Linked DNA regions of Mus musculus: regions 1 and 2 are each linked to region 3. The links are chromatin contacts, called in public promoter capture Hi-C maps. All regions are on one chromosome and are shown on one strand. Each heading gives the region's core, a stretch centred on a gene start, on an enhancer-like site or on the middle of the called end of the contact. The rest is flanking DNA. Distances are from core to core; before and after follow the strand shown. Region 1 holds the start of 2310061I04Rik (RIKEN cDNA 2310061I04 gene). Region 2 holds the start of Nrm (nurim (nuclear envelope membrane protein)). Region 3 holds the start of Hnrnpm (heterogeneous nuclear ribonucleoprotein M).

What was found. Promoter capture Hi-C pulls out the DNA fragments that hold promoters and counts their contacts.
Region 1: a contact with region 3 is called in a promoter capture Hi-C map of cranial neural crest. The contact joins the promoter of 2310061I04Rik here to the promoter of Hnrnpm in region 3. A contact is called at or near these places in 1 of 39 promoter capture datasets (cranial neural crest) and 2 of 9 other capture datasets (adipose tissue and liver).
Region 2: a promoter capture Hi-C map of liver shows a contact between it and region 3, with 2.2 times the contacts expected there. The contact joins the promoter of Nrm here to the promoter of Hnrnpm in region 3.

What each region holds. Positions count from the first base shown.
Region 1 is chr17:35,896,008-35,899,616 of GRCm38.p6, reverse strand. It overlaps 2310061I04Rik (RIKEN cDNA 2310061I04 gene), which reads left to right and starts at 2,239. Exons shown (of 6, transcript NM_001033630.1): 1 at 2,239-2,426; 2 at 3,545-3,609. The coding sequence starts at 2,355. Atat1 (alpha tubulin acetyltransferase 1) reads left to right here. Exons shown (of 13, transcript NM_001142744.1): 11 at 1,150-1,229; 12 at 1,318-1,360; 13 at 1,702-2,022. The coding sequence ends at 1,876.
Region 2 is chr17:35,859,255-35,863,113 of GRCm38.p6, reverse strand. Nrm (nurim (nuclear envelope membrane protein)) reads right to left here and starts at 1,796. Exons shown (of 4, transcript NM_134122.2): 1 at 1,597-1,796. The coding sequence starts at 1,729. It overlaps Mdc1 (mediator of DNA damage checkpoint 1), which reads right to left. Exons shown (of 16, transcript NM_001010833.2): 16 at 3,444-3,859.
Region 3 is chr17:33,683,362-33,686,729 of GRCm38.p6, reverse strand. It overlaps Hnrnpm (heterogeneous nuclear ribonucleoprotein M), which reads left to right and starts at 1,272. Exons shown (of 16, transcript NM_029804.3): 1 at 1,272-1,463. The coding sequence starts at 1,351. It also overlaps a transcript of Marchf2 not described here.

The DNA.
Region 1 (3,609 bases), core at 990-3,489, 2.2 Mb before region 3:
CTACCCCCAGTAACATATACCTCCTTCCCTGGCCAGCCTTGGTAAGATGTGGATTTGCTAGGAGCTTGGGCTCACTAGCCTCAGGACTGTTTCTGGATCCCTCTCCTACTCTTTGACCTCATCATGTCTGCACCACAAACCCCACAGTGCTCTCTGAAGACAAGTCCTGCCTAAGATCAAGAATCCTCACAGGGAGCCCGATGGTGGTGGTGGCGCACACCTTTAATCCCAGCACTTGGGAGGCAGAGGCAGGCGGATTTCTAAATTCAAGGCCAGCCTGGTCTACAGAGTGAATTCCAGGACAACCAAGGACTATACAGAGAAACCCTGTCTCGAAAATCCAAAAAAAAAAGAAAGAATTCTCACAGGGTACTGGGCATGGTGGCACAAGCCTTTAATCCCAGCCCTTGGGAGGCAGAGGTAGGCGGATCCTGGTAAGAGTTTGAAGCCAGCCTACATAGCAAGTTGCAGTCCAGCCAAGGCTACAGAGTGAAAGCCTGTCAATAATAATAATAATAATAATAATAATAATAGTCCAACAGGGTCAACCATCTCTAAAAACTACCCTTTCTTCCTTGCTACTGTGGCCTGAAAGTTCTTTTATTTATTTGCTTATTTATTTATTTTTAAAGATTTATTTATTGTTATATGTAAGTACACTGTAGCTGTCCTCAGACACACCAGAAGAGGGCATCAGATCTCATTACAGATGTTTGTGAGCCACCATGTGGTTGCTGGGATTTGAACTCAGGACCTTCAGAAGAGCAGTCGGTGCTCTTAACCGCTCGCTGAGCTATCTCGCCAGCCCCGAGTTCTTATATTTAAAAGAATCATTTTAAGGGAGTTCACACATTCAGGCACCATGGTTCAGCAAGCTCCTTCCTGCATGCCCAAGTGTTTTTGACATAATTAGATCACATCACACACCATCCCAGTTAGAGCAAAGCAACAGTGCAGGATGGTACAGGAAATCTTGAAGTATAAAATAAGCCCTCCCCTACCTTTGCTAGAAGTCTTAGACAAGAATCCTTTAGGGAGGTAGCTGCCCATCGTCTTTGTTCCCACGCTATCCCTCCTTTCTCCTCTGACCCCTCCATGCCACCTTTTCATCCTGAGCCTCTTCCCCTTCATCTCCCGTTTCTTCTACAGGGGGACTCCCTGGGGGCTGGTAGCCCAAAGCTGCCACTACAGCCGCCATGGGGGATTCAATACCTCATTCCTGGGTACAGGTAAGTAGCCACTTTTTCTTATTCTCCAACCAAATAGGTCACACACACATACGACTACAGTCTCCCTAGATGCCTGGTATTTCCACAGGCAACCAAGAACGGAAGCAGGGGGAACAGGAAGCGGAGGATAGGTGAGGTCTACACCTCCCCCTTAACAGCTGCCAGCACCTTCTGACACTGCCTAACACTACTCCTCCTGCTTCCTCCTAAGTCTGTGTGAACTGGATACCAGTTTCCCCCACACATCTTTCTACCTAACGTCGTATAAGCCTTCTTCCTTGTGGCTTGAATTCTGGTGTTTTTCCCCTCTGTCGTGCTCTGAGTACTTAAGTTTGGACACCGTGGTAACTGTCCCAGCCTTAAAACCCAACAGGTGTCTGTACATTACCCTGCACCCACAACCTTGAAGAATTGTCTCAGCGTAATTCCCCGTTAGCAGCTCTAACACACGCTTCATCTCCCTGCCCACCAGGTCGGCCAGTGAGGATCGGGTCTTGTTACTGGATGGGTCTGGGGAGGAGCCTACACAGACAGGTGCTCCAAGGGCCCAGGCGCCACCCCCCCAGTCCTGGACGGTGGGTGGGGACATAATGAACGCCAGGGTCATTCGAAACCTGCAGGAACGCCGCAGCACCAGGCCTTGGTAACCATGGCCAAAGCTTAGTCCTCAGTATGGATGCATTCATTCACTCATTCATTCAACAGGCCTGTCAGCCTCAGATCCTTTGTATCGTTATTTTTAACCAGAGCAATAAAAGTATTTATTTGTTATCACTATAGCTACCGACAAAAAGTGACTTGTCATTATTCAAATTCACATGCCCCTCAGTCTCTCTCCTGAAACTATATTCAGTCCTACCTCCCCTCATTTTGCTAGGCCTGACAAGAGGCTGCGCAGGCGCCCTGGGAGCGCCCCGGCCCGCTGTGCGCAAGCGCACTCCCGCGTAGCGGCGCCTGGGCTGCTGCGGGCCCGCTGTGCGCAGGCGCACGGTCTCTCCGTTTTCCTCCCTTAGCCCCGGCCCCCCCCTCCCTCCTTTCCCCTTCACGAAGCCGGCTCCGGGGCGCGCTGCCCGGCGAGGAGACGGAGACGGGACGCGGGAGGCGCCCGTTCACTCCCGGAACACCATGTACCGTCCGAGCCCGGGGGCCGCCCGGCGCCTCGGGCCCTGCCTCCGCGCCTACCAGGCGCGACCCCAGGTGAGGAGGGGCGGGCGGAGACCCTCCTCAGAGCCGGCCGAGGGGCGGGGCGCCGGGCCGCGCAGGCGCAGAGGCCCCCGCCGCCCCTGACCACCCGTGTGCTGCACGTGTGAGGGGCGCGGGGCCCGCTAGGGCCGGCGTTCCCGGTGAGGTCCGGGGAGCGGCTATCCCGGGTGGCCCCGGTCCCCGCCGTTCTTACCTGTGCCTGGAGGTGACTTGAAGGGCAGGGCAGAGAGGCCGGAACTGCGGGCCTGTGGTGCACCTGCAGAACGGTCCTGCCCGAAAGGCTGGCCGCTGCACCGGGTCGGGCTCCGGGGGACGGCGGGAGCACGGCCACGCCCCCGGCGACGGGGAAGGCTCCCAGAGGGCTCGGCCAGGCCCCATGGACCCCCTGCCCCTGGGGTTCCTGGGCGCCAAGGGACTTGGAATCAGGCTTGACCTCGGGTGACCTGCCATCCTTGCAGTAGCAGCGTTAGTGACCGAGTTCACCCTTCAGCAATCGGCCCGATTGTCATTTAATGGTGCAGAAAATGATAATATAGAATATATATGTAATATATAATGATAATAGCTTCCGTTTATGTACTACTTTATGGGTGACGAAGTTTATACATTCATCATCCTGTTATATAGGCCTCTCCTCTATTTACTGGAAACTGAGGTGCAGGCAGAGTGCCCAGAGGTTCCAACAGAGTCAACTCAGAACTATTCACACCTTCACTTGGATGTTCTTTGCCCTGCACAGCTCTATTTCAGAATCCTGATACATGTTATATATAGATCGCATCATTTCTCCCATGGAGCAGTAAACCAGGATAATGATGGAATCATAGGTGTTCTTTCTAAAGTTGGGGACGGTGGCCCTGGTGCTGTTGTCCTCCTGCGCTCTTTCCTCATGTCTCCCTTTCCTCTGGTAAACTCTCTTCTGCAGGTAGGACTTGAAGCTTCTGATCAGCCCAGCTGGGGTGGAGGAGCATGAGCTGATTTCTTGTTCCTTTGTTTGGTTTTGTTTTTTAAAACTAGGTCTGTGTAGCCCTGGCTGGCCTGGAATCCATGGTAGCCCCTACACCACCATGCTTAGATGTCTGATTTTTTTCTTTTTGTTCTCTTTTCCCTAGGACCAGCTCTCTCCTCGACCTCTACCATTCCCCCCGCTCTGGCCCCACTCCACTCCACCGACTTC
Region 2 (3,859 bases), core at 547-3,046, 2.2 Mb before region 3:
GGGACAGAAGAATCCCCAGAGAGTCTTAGTGGTTAACAACACTTGCTGTGAGGACCCAGCTTGGTTCTCAGCATCTACATGGCAGCTCACAGCTATCTATAACCCCAGTTCCAGGTGAGCCATCGAACCTCTTGGTTTGCCTCAGGTCTCTGTAAAAAAAAAACAACTATGTCCCAAGAATATGTGGGAGATAGGGCTGGAGAGATGGCTCATCGGTTAAGAGCACTGGCTAGAGCAGGGAAGTGGTGGTGCATATCTTTAATCCCAGGACTTGGGAGGCAGAGGCAGGTGGATTTCTGAGTTGGAGGCCAGCCTGGTCTACAGAGTGAGTTCCAGGACAGCCAGGGCTACACAGAGAAACCATGTCTTGGAAAACCAAAAAAAAAAAAAAAGAGAGAGAGAGAGAGAGAGAGAAAGAGAGAGAGTGCATTGGCTAGGAGGCAGAGGCAGGTGGATTTTTAAATTCGAGGCCAGCCTGGTCTACAGTGAGTTCCAGGACAGCCAGGGCTATGCAGAGAAACCCTGTCTCCCCCCTCCCCCCTCAATAAGCACTGGCTGCTCTGGCTGCTCTTCCAGAGGTCCTGAGTTCAATTCCTAGCTACCACATGGTGGCTTACAACCATCTGTAATAGGATCTTATGCCCTCTTCTGGTGTGTCTGAAGACAGCTAAGGTTTACTCATATACATAAAATAAATAAATCTTAAGAAAGAAAGAAAGAAAGAAAGAAAGAAAGAAAGAAAGAAAGAAAGGCATGGTGGCCCACACCTTTAATCCCAGTACTCGGGAGGCAGAGGCAGGCGGATTTCTGAGTTTGAGGCCAGCCTGGTCTACAGAGTGAGTTCCAGGACAGCCAGAGCTATACAGAGAAACCCTGTCTCAAAACACCAAAATAAATAAATAAATCTTAAAAAAAAAAAAAAAAAAAGAATACATAGGCCTCTGAATTCCAAGCCAGCTGGGGATACATAGAAATACCCTGAAAAAAAAAACCCAAAAACAAACAAACAAACAACTCAAGGTTGTCCTTCAGCAGCCGTTTGCACTGCACACACAGGAGCACAAGCACACATTCCACAATTATATTCATTCACACACACACACACACACACACAAGCAAGCAAGGAGACTAGGGAAGTGGTCTTTGGTGTGGTTTTCTTGTTTGCTTTTCCAAGACAGGGTATCTCTACATACATAGTCCTCACTCAATAGATCAGGCCTTGAAATCAGTAATGATAGACCTTCAATCAAGAGATCCGTTTGCCTCTGCCCCCTCCAATAATAGGGTTAAAGGTGTGAGCTACCACATCTCGCTGTCTGGGGTTTTCTAGCAGCGTTTCCCCTTTTTTATCTTTCTCCTTCCCCTGGCTCTCCTCACAAAACCCCACCCCCACCCCGGGCCGTACTCTGTCAGTCTTCACTCGCAGCTTTCTGCACAAGACTAATCTTGGAGTTTCTGATTTAGCCTCCGCTCCCTTCCCAGCAGCGCCTCCCAGCTTTGGCGGTTTCCCTGTCATTTGTTTCCATGCCCCGCCCTCGCCACGCTGCTTCGGCTCCTCCTCTCCGCTTCAGCTCGCCCTGGATCCCTGCGGCTCACCGGGACCGCCAGACTCCGGGATCCCTCCAAGCAGCGGCCTCAGGGAGGTGAAACGCACGAATTCCACTCCGGTGCCAAAGGCCAGGATGAAGGAGGCGAGGGCCGCAGGAACCAGCAGCAGCGCCGGTGCCATGGCGAGCAGCGCGGAGCCTGAGGAGAAGGCGGGCTCAGGGTTCCCGCGACTGCTGGCCCTGCCCAGGTCCCGCCTCCTTGGGGGTGCTGGCGGCAAGGCGGGGACCGCGAGCGGCGCGTCACAGCGCGGAGTTGGAATCCCAGGCGTCGTCAGGGCAGCTGGTCTGCGGCTACCCTTGTGGGTCGAATCTCAGCGCTGTCAGTGTTCTCGAGGAAAGTGAAGACAGAGCCTCCCTTGCGTGGAAACATAAAGAACATCTTGTTTTTAAAGATAATCACTCCTTATTCTCCAGCCTCAATCCCTGATGTGCTGGGGTTACAAACGGCGCCACCCCGCCCAACATAGATTTTTGTATAGTGACCGTTTTAGAGCTGGGTGTGGTGGCTCGTGCCTGTAATTCCAGTACTCGGAAGGGTGAGGCAGGAGAATTTGAAGTTAGCTTGGACTGCATATGGAGACCGGTTCCGAAAAAGCCATTAAAAAAAAAAAGAGAGAGAGAGAGACAAGGTCGGGAGATGGTGGCATATGGATCTCCAAGTTCCAGGCCAGCCTGGCCTATATAGTCAGTTCTAGGATAGCCAAAGGCTACACAGAGAAACCCTGTCTCTAAAACCAAAGACCGAGTAATGAAAGGCTCAATCACCATAGCTATCCAAGTACAGGGTCCTCAGAAGACAAGAGCTGATTCTCTCAGATTACAGATAGAGCAAGGGCAGGGAGGCTGGTTGCTCCCAAGACGTCTGGACCAAGTTCTAATGCATTGTATAGCACTTTTCCTCCCCACCCTGATCTCTGCTTGGGAAATGTATTGAGTGGGCTCCATCTGTGAATGTTTTTGAAGAAGTTCTGTACTTACATTTATTTTGCCTTTATGTGTATTGATGTTTTGCTTGCAACTATGTGAGTGTCAGATCTTGGAGTAACAGTGGTGAGCTGCCATGTGGGTGCTGGTATTTGAACCCAGGTCCTCTGGAAGAGCCCAGTACCCTCAACCACTGAGCTCTCTCCAGCCCCCACTTGGACTGCTCAAAAAAAAAAAAATGTATATATATTTTTAATGGCAGAATCTAGCCAGGTGGTGGTACACGCCTTAATGGCAGAATCTTCATGTAGCGCAAGATGGCTTCGAACTTGCTGTTATGTAGCTGAGAATCATCTTGAGCAGATCCTCTTGCCTCTGCCTCCAAGTGCTGGGATTATGGCCTAGCATCACATCCTGGCTCCACTGATCTTCTAGACACTGTGAAGTGGTCCCAGAAGAGCTTATAGGTGGGAAACAAGCAGTTGACTATGTGTGGTTTCTCTTTAACCTGTTTCCTCCTTAAATCATAATGCAAGCTCTAGGGAGGCAAATGCCTAAGGCTCACTGTCCATCCAGCCCAGCCTAAGGGTGCCCCATGTCCCAGTGAGATTCCCTATCTCAAAGAAAAACAAAGTGGCCCGAGGAAAGACATCCAAGGCTGACTTCTGGCCTCCACAGGCATCAAATGAACAATGGTCTAGGACTACTGCTTAGCGGTGAAGCTTTTGAGCAGCATTTCAGGAAGCCTTAGATTCAACCCCCGGCACCACCAAAAAAGAAAAACCTTAAAGATCAAGCATATAACTGGGGTGTGAATGAGTTGTAAAGCAATTGCCTGTCATGAGTTGGGCCTCATTTGTGCCAACCACCAATAGTTCTCTAAGCTTATACATAATTCACTGCAGGAAAATATAAAGTAAGCAACTTTTTTATTGAAGTGAAATTCATAAAGCAAAAAAAACCCAACCCTTTTATACATTAGTACTTAATATTCTGCATTATGTACAATCACTTCCTCTTTCTGATTCCAAGTCTTTCAACTCCCCACAGGGGAACACTAGACCCCTTGAACAGCTTCTGTGTACTCATGGTCTGGCAAGCATCAATTTGCTCTTACCTTTGTGAATTCACACCACACTTTATATATTATTATGCAGGTGGAATCAAACCTGTCCCTTTTGTCTCGCCCTTGTGTTAGGGTGTCTTTGACCACCTTCAAATACTGTGTTTTCACTTCATGTCTGAACATTGCTTTCTGTGCAGACAGTATATATGCTCATCCTTGCTGAACAAAAATCTTCAGCTTTTCTATATTTGGAAAGAGGTGA
Region 3 (3,368 bases), core at 23-2,522:
GGAGGGGAAAGAAGGGGAAAAGAGGAGTCGGAAAAGGGTGGGAGGGAGGTTTCTGTTATACATCTCTTCTAATGCTTTGAATTACATGGAGAGTTTTAGTTTGATATTAACCTGTCAAGAATTCTGCATGCAGGGTTGGCTCTGTCTTAGTGGGTAAAGATGTTTGCTGCCAAGTTTGACAACCTAAATTTGATTACTGGAAAGAGAAAATCAATTCCCACATGCCAGCCATGGCATGCTCAAAGCCTGTATTCAATCATTCCCCCTCCATCCCCCCCCCAATAAAAATAATTCCTGCCAACATAATTTTTATATTTTTTCTCCATTTAAGGAAAGCTGATCTCTCCTTGACATGCCACGGACATTGTCAAAGCAGTTGTGGTTACTTGCACAAGATAGAACCTCATCATGTTGGGGTGGGGGAGCCTTGGGAGGCTTCACCCTTCCCTGAAGATCTATTGGTAGTAGATGCTGGAGGAAAGAGGTGTCATTTTCCTCAGTGTTGTAGCCACCTATTTAGTTGCCCCAATAAATCAACCCCTAATCTATGCTCTTGCAAGCAAACCCAACTCAGTAGGTCATAAAACAAAGACAAGGAGGTACATGGAGGAACTTGTTGGAAAGAAGGTACAGTGGAAATGCGGGAAATAAAAGGGCAATGGTAGGTGAATATGATAAAAGAACAGTATAGGGTCAGGGATTGAAGTTGATAGACTGCTAGCATGTTCAAATCACTGGGTTCAATTCCTAGCACTGATTAGCCTGGTTCCTCTGGCCTATCATTCTAGCACTCAAGAGGTGTAGGCGGCAGCTCAGACATTCAAGGCCAGTATTGGCTAGAAACTGTCTCAACAACAACAGCAAAACCCCAAGCAAGCGCAAAATACATGATATACATATATGAAGTTGCTGAAAAAAGAAAAAGAAAGAAAAGGCCAGGCGTGGTGGTGCTTGCCTTTATTTCCTGCACTTGGTAGGTAGGGAGAGGCTGGAGGGCTACATAGTGAGACCCTGCCTCAAAAAAGAAAGCTAATGAGTAAAACAAAACGGAAAAATATAAAGTAAGCTGGACCGACTAGGTCCGTATGTGCGCTCGTATTGTAAGTTCGAATGAGCGACACATATCTCTCCCCCTGTCCCACAACCCAACTGTATCTGCGGACATCGGGAAGTGAGGCCTGCCACTGGAGGAGGCGTGGCCTGACGTCCAGGGGGCGTGACCCGAGGCGAGCAGGAAGCGGGAGCCGGTCGCCGCACAAGGAGGCGTTACTGGTCGTTCGGGGTCACGTGAGCGCGCAGGCGCAGCTCGACAGAGCCCGCTCCCTCACACAAAGCCCAGACGCGGAGAAAATGGCGGCAGGGGTCGAAGCGGCAGCCGAAGTGGCGGCGACAGAACCCAAAATGGAGGAAGAGAGCGGCGCGCCCTGCGTGCCGAGCGGCAACGGAGCTCCGGGCCCGAAGGGGTGAGTAGTCTAACAGCAATTGATCCTTCTCTAACTCCAGCCAGGTTACTTCGCAGCTCCGTTAGGTCTGTGGGCCGCTTTCTCTTCTCCCACGGCGGCGCGGCGTCTGCGCAGGCCTTTTCCCTGCCGAGAGTTGGGGGCGGCCAAGGCTGTGACGACGACGAAGCCAGGAGAGCCTAATGGATCGCCCCCTGCCGACAGCGCTTGCCTCCGCTGCCTCAGCCTCCTGGCTGTCTGAGCGCGTCGTCGAGGCCTCAGGCCTGTGGCCTGGTATTTTATTCTCAGAGCAGTGATGGCGCGCGGGCTGCGGGAGATCAGGGCCCGCAGCACCTCTCACTGGGGTCTCGAGGGTTGAACCATTAAGACTGTGTAGTTTCAACCCTTCAGCATACAATCCATAGTAGTGGAAGTATTCTGTCTCAGTTTCTCAGATCTGAGAAGTTAGGGGCGGGAGGCTTGCGCGTGCGAGGTGTCACGTGTACGGTCGGCGGCGCGACCCGGAAGGTGTCGACATGACTCTTGTTGCGGGGTTCCGAGACACCGGTGTTACCCTCATTCTGCAAGAAGTGCTTCTTCCATTAGAATGGCCCCGGACCCGGGCTCCTGGGCTGGAGTTCTTTCCCCTCTTTATAGTCCTACTTCCTAAAGTGCAGTTGGTACCAATGGGAGAAATGGTCTTTGCTTGCTCAGTGTTCATCCTTAGCAACAGACCTAAAGTGTTCGGGTAGAGGCACCACTTCGGGGTTTCAGAAATTAAAATAGACAGACGTCATCATCCCTTTTTTGGAATCCTGCTTGGAGATCTGTCTAGGGACCTTGATTCGTTATTATAAGTGTCCTAGCATGGCCTGAGGAGTCCCAGCCTTTTGGGAGGAGTGGGAAGCTGCAGGATCCAGAGTGCAAAGTGTGGCCAGACTATATAGAGTGAGTTCAGTCTAGGTTGCCATTTAGTCATTGGGAAATTGAGCTAGACCCTAACTCTCAAAAAGAGGGATGAAAACATAGCAATAACCTGGCACTCCAAAGTCCCTAGATTCGATTCCTAATATCAGACCACAGGGTGGTCTTTCTGAGCCCTAAAAAGTTTTCTTCAAGGAGGAAACCATAAGATTCTGCTCCTGTGAAACTCTCCTCATACTGATATACTAATATATCAGCTTGAGGAGGTCTGGAGAAACATTTTGGTTCTAAAATCAGCAGCCCATGTCTCTGAATTTTTGTTTTCCATCAAATGTATAAGGTGGGAAGTTTTAGGACTCTGGGAGTTGAGAGTACTTAAAACACTTGTTAGTGAAGCATTTACCAAGTAATGGCTATTTTGTTACTGGAGGAAATTTCATATCTTTTATCTTAGTTAGGGAGAAGTAAAACACCATTGGTTAACTGGTTCTTGTGTGTTATTCAGCACTGGAGAGGCTGCGTGAGTTCCAGAGCTGATTCGGCTCAAGATTTGCCTAAGCTACATAAGTACTTGCCTGTCGTGTATGAGTGTGTAGATTATAGCCCATTAATAGAGTAGTTACTCAAGATGCACAAGGTCCTGGGGTTCACCCCATAGTACTAAAAGGATAAAGAGGCCTCTCTTTACTACCAGAAAGGCTCAGCTTAGGAGTGTGCTCATTTTTAACTTTCCCTTCCATCCTCTTGGGAACTCGGGGTCTTGAGGATGCTAGACAAGCACTCTTACCTCTGAGCTACACTTGAGCACCTTTAGTTAGTCTCATGTTCAGATTTTTCAGCTTTTGTCATAGAGATGCCTTGTAGGATCAGATTCCCTCTTCTAGTCTTTGTTGTTTTCAGTTTTTGAGTTAGATGCCTGGGCAAACTGTAGAGTCTACAGTGTAGACTGTGATGGCTTTGAATTCAGAACAACGCCTCTGCTTCTGTCACCTCCACCCAGTTGCT